2 separate regions of the Mus musculus genome follow, and region 2 is linked to region 1. The links are chromatin contacts, called in public promoter capture Hi-C maps. All regions are on one chromosome and are shown on one strand. Each heading gives the region's core, a stretch centred on a gene start, on an enhancer-like site or on the middle of the called end of the contact. The rest is flanking DNA. Distances are from core to core; before and after follow the strand shown.

What was found. Promoter capture Hi-C pulls out the DNA fragments that hold promoters and counts their contacts.
Region 2: a contact with region 1 is called in a promoter capture Hi-C map of pre-B cells, with 4 times the contacts expected there. The contact joins the promoter of Stt3a here to the promoter of Mre11a in region 1. A contact is called at or near these places in 3 of 39 promoter capture datasets (cranial neural crest, liver and pre-B cells).

Annotation. Positions count from the first base shown.
Region 1 is chr9:14,783,384-14,785,942 of GRCm38.p6, reverse strand. It overlaps Mre11a (MRE11A homolog A, double strand break repair nuclease), which reads right to left and starts at 1,289. Exons shown (of 20, transcript NM_018736.3): 1 at 1,186-1,289; 2 at 415-512. The coding sequence starts at 434. Ankrd49 (ankyrin repeat domain 49) reads left to right here and starts at 1,370. Exons shown (of 3, transcript NM_019683.4): 1 at 1,370-1,423.
Region 2 is chr9:36,766,353-36,768,911 of GRCm38.p6, reverse strand. It overlaps Stt3a (STT3, subunit of the oligosaccharyltransferase complex, homolog A (S. cerevisiae)), which reads left to right and starts at 1,290. Exons shown (of 18, transcript NM_008408.5): 1 at 1,290-1,362. It overlaps Gm26787 (predicted gene, 26787), which reads right to left and starts at 1,025. Exons shown (of 4, transcript NR_166654.1): 1 at 872-1,025.

The DNA of each region.
Region 1 (2,559 bases), core at 40-2,539:
AACATTAAACAGCTAATTTTGACCAAGAACTTGAAACCAGAGTGGAAGACACCACTCGTGTTCAAGGATTTTCTTCTGCCACCTGACTTCTATAGTCCTTTTATTTCTTTCCATTTTGTTCAAATTCACTTCAACTAGGGTAACTTACTCTAAAGGACTATTTATAGACTCGAGACTAAGACAAAGCCAGAGAGCATGAGCCTCCCTGCATGGCCATGTAATTACTGCAACACATTCATCTATTGCTCCACCTCATTATTTATTTATTTATTGCTAATAAGCATAAGTATGTGCTTTTAATTATGCATGACAGACGTTTTGGGGGATACTCTATCCATTATTAAATTCTGTTGCTGTTTATATTAAAATATCACTTTTCTCGTAAGGTCATCACAATTAATATGTCAGGCTTACAGTGGATCTGTGGGGCTCATTTTTATAGTAGAGTTCCTCTGTACCAGGTTCCTCTCCAAGTGTTCAGGTATGTCAGAAAAACCACTCGAATCCAAACTCTAAAAATAAATACCAAAATGCACATATTATAAAGGTTGCACATATTTCACTAACATGAGCTCAGTTGCAGGGTAGACTTTTTGAACAAGCGCTAGTGATTTTGAGAAAGTCCTATGTACGTCTTCAACACTTACTATAATTGTTTCATGACCTAAGAACAGAAAGCCACATCCTGAAGTGAAGTCCTAATTGCACTATCACTACTATTTCTCTACTATCTTCTTCATGAGATTGGTGTGTAGTAAACCCCTGGACAGGAAAAATGAAACGTAACTTTCTACGTGCATAATTTAAGCTGCTCCGCGCAGGACTTTGAATCAGAGGCCACCCCATACTCTTAACACTAACATGGGTTTTATGGGGCAGCCCACATTTAAAGACAGAATAAATAACCAACACATGGTCTAAGTGGAACACCTCGCATCCCCAGCTCGGCGAAGGCGGCGCTGCCACTACAGGAGACCTCCCACCCGCGGGACTCCGAGGCGGACTCCGAGGCGGAACGCAGAGCCCGCATCCCTCCATGCCCACCCGGCCCGTCTTCCCTAACGGCCCCACGCACTCGGGGCTTCCGTTCGCCCCGGACCCGCACGCTACAAGACCGTAGCAAAGCCTAAGTTACCCAACATGGACTTGTCAGAGTCGACCAGGGAGGCCACAAGCCATCTCTACCTCAGGAAAAGGGGGCGGGAGTCTCCAGAACCACAAGAAAACCGCTCCCAGAAACCTGAATTAGGCGCGGGAGAGCGGCATCCGTACTTCTCGCGAGATCCATTGATGACGTGACATCACAGAATGTCTAGATTCTCATTGGCTACAGAATGGCTCCGTCACCTCACAGGAGCCAATCCTGAGCAGCGAAGGGGCGAACCCGGAAAGGAAGTTCTCGGTGAGGTTCTCTCTGTGAAAGGTGAGGCGCGTGTCCGGAGCGGTGGGGCGGGCGGCTGTGGGCGGCCGGCCACCTCGCAGGTAGCATCGTGGCAGAGTCTTCGCTTTGCGATTCGGAAGGCCTCGCCTGCTAGACCAAAGACCTTTCTTCCCTGCTTCCCCTGACGATCGCCCCAGAAGCCTCGGTTTTGTGTTTTCAGAGAACCTTGAAGAAAGTGCAGTAGAAATGATTTGGAGCCTTGAGTTAGAGCAGACCCCCTCAGGACCTCAGAAGGGCCCGTGTACCGCAGCGACAGTGATCTGTCAGTACCCGAGCGCAGGCCTCTGAAATGGGGGGCTCCACCCAATGAGATGAGAACTGGAACAGTTGCTATCTCTCTCAAAATGGAGGGTTCCCTTTAAATTAGGAAATGCATCCTATTCCTCCATAATAGTATGCATCGAGCTTTATACCCAGAGTCGAGATACATTTGGGTTTGATTTTTTAATTAAGCATACCAAGACAATAAGTTAAGAATTAATATGAAGGAGTTTTCAGGTGTGGGAAGGGGGGCTGCGATCTGTGCCATATTTTGGTTAGTGACATCTGTTAAGCGCTTAATGAATTGGTGTATAGTAGCTTTTTAAAAAATGAGTTTGAAGTGAAAGGAAATATTGAAAATGTTAAGAAAATAGTTCTGATAGTTCTTTTAAAAAAGAAAAAAGAAAAACACAATGCTGCCAAAACCTTAACAAATCCCTTAATGGAGTTTATAGGCCCTAAGAAGTCATTGGTCATGATTCTGATACTCTTGTCACTAGTGATGAAGCTTAATTGGACAATGGAATATTAAACTTGAAATTAAGTAGAACAAATCTATGAGGAGTGTGTATAACTAAGTTCCTCTTAGAGGCCATTCAGAGCAAGATTAAATGATAGGTCTTAAGTTTAATGATACAAATAGTTCTTAATGCAGGTTACATACAAATGGCATAATAATCTGTGTTAAAGATGGCCTATCCTTAAAAGCTTAATAGCAAAACAATATAAGACATAGCACCTGAAATAATAAACATTAGATTCTAATTGGGTCAACAGAAAGAAGTGGTAACACTAACAATAGCAACAAAAAACTGCCAAATTCAACAAATATGGTTAAAAGATTGATGGTTTTCAAA
Region 2 (2,559 bases), core at 41-2,540, about 22 Mb before region 1:
ATTAAGCTAGGTTTTGAAGCCACAGGAGTTTGAATGTATGTAAAGTCCTCATGCTTATCTCCTTCAGATTAAGATGCCTGGAATTAGCTCCTCCTGCCTCAGACTCTGGGAGCACTGGCATCACAAGTGTGTGCTTTGCCGTTATTCTTGCTAAAATAAAACTACATGGAACATTTACTATAAAAACAAAAGAGAAGAGGTATTGAGTTAGGTCCTGGTGTAAAAACTGGTCATGAGCATTTTGAGGAAATGCATTATTGTAATAAGTACTGATTTCAATAGTTGGTGCTTCCCTTCATGGGAGAGGAAAAGAGAAGCCAGCGTCACTGGCACCAAATATGAATGGTATCTGGATGGTCTAATCTTACCGTAGCCTTTGGTTTGAGGCTTGTAAGGCATGGAAGTGTTCGAATTAGTACATCTGTTTATATGTATATATCGGAAAAGACTGGAGTTTGGCAGCTGAAACCCCTTCCTGTGCCCGTTCTCAGTACCATCCTCGGAGGGCCCGGGAGGAAAGGTCACCCTCGCAGGGGCCCGGCGATGCTAAGCTGCTCCTGATTGCCCAGGGCTAGCCGCTCCGAGCCTTGAGATAATTTCTGCAGGCTATTGCCGGCTCAGCCCGACTCGGGCGGTGACACCCTAAAAAGGCCTCCCGGGCCCTTCCATAAAGTCAGACCTGAGTGAAACGTTTCGGTGAAATTTGTCAAAGGTCCCTTTATCGAGGTTACTGCAAACACAGAAACAATTCTTGGGCTTATTAGTTGACACATCTTACACAAGGTGGGTTCGTGTGAACCATGGAGGCTGAGAGTTTTCACAACATATCTTCTCTCCTTTAACCGTTTAATAGGTAACGGGCCATTTCTACCTTAAAAAACAAACGGATCTGCAGCCCAACTTTTCCGGACGTGGTACGACTGCCGCTTTCTTTACGTATTTCCGCTTCTGCTCATGTGACCAGGGTACAGCGTCCACTCCTTCCTATCGCCGCTCCTTCCTGGTCCGCAGACCGACACGTCACTGCTCGGCTCTCAACCAAACTGTTCAGAGCACGCTCTTTCCGCGCGTTTCGCTTTCCCGCGCCGGCCTATCACAGTTCGGTGGGACTTCATAGTCACGCCTCTCAACAGGGTGAATGACAGTCACATTGTCCATTCAAAAGGAGGAATCCAGACTCGATCCACGCCCTCGAAATGACAGACAGAACCGTTATCCTGTCGGTCCCCTGAAATATACATCGACGGAGGCTAGCCAATGCGGAGCGGGCAGGGAGGCGGGCCTTGGCTGCTGTCAGGGTTGAGTGCGCCGCTGAACGGATGGCAGGGGGAGCAGAGTGGGTTCCTGAGGAGCATCCGTGAGGTGAGAAACTCTGGGGTAGCGCTAGAGGATTAGCGGCAGGTGCCGCGCGGGCTGTTGGCCGGCCCGAACGAGGTGCTGGACACAAGCCTGTAGAGGTGGGGAGCAGAGCCTGCCTGCGGCCTGGGCGGAGGAGGGGGCGTGGAGTGTGAGATGGGGACGTCCAGGCATTGGGGCACCAGACGATCTGAGGAAGGGTCTTGGCAGAGCAATGCACTCTGGCCATGAGGGCGTGGGGCACAGGATCCTGGGACTAGCTTGGAAGGGCCACGCGGAGTGTGCTGAGATAGTGGGTTCGAAGTCAGTGAGGGTGCACAAGATGACGTGGAAACGTATGTGGGAAAACCACCGAGGCTGCAGCCCTAGAATTTAGAGCTCGGGTGGGTCAAGGCTTGCAGACACAGCTGAGAAGCAGAGAGATGATGAGCAGATAAGAAAAGCGTCCTTTCCCTTTCTGTACCCTATCGGTGTGTGGAGATTGCCAAGAACGGTATGAAAACTCGCAGTGTTTAGCTTTAAAGTCCAGGTTTTAGCACTCTCGCTGCCTTTGCTTACTCTTCAGGTGTGTGGATCATATTAGCTCAGTGGTGTTTAGTTTCCATGTCACTTATCTCCTGAGAACAACTACAAACCCAAGAGATGGGACTGAGTTGTTCACTTCCCAGAATTAGTGCGTGATAAGCCTTCCCTTTGGAATTATAATTAATCACACCAGCCCAAACTGCTCTTTTGGTATAGTTAATTAAAGGAAAGATGTTAGACTTCGCAGTGTGAGTCTTCGTGTTTTCCATTTTGTCCAGTGTTTTCCTTTTGCAACCCCCTGGTCCCTGGAAAGAAGGGAACAAGATAATGCAGTTTCCCCTTTCCCAGCATAGTTTTGAACAGTGCTACGTTTTCTCAGTTGCCACACTCTTTGTTTCTTAGTCCTTAACATACCAATTGTCTATAATTGATCACCATTCTGAACTGTCTGCAGATTGCTTCCCTTACCACCATTCCAAAATTTATTCTGGTCTAGAAGAAACAAAATTATTATTATTATTATTGTAATTTTGCTCTAGATTTTCATCTGGTGCTCCAAGTTCTCTCTGGGTCATGAAATGAGTTACAGGGAAATAGACCTGAGCAGTAGTTACAGTTTGAACTTTGAAAATGAATATGTAGTGGGTGGCCTGAGTATATTTCTCTCTTGAGTGCATG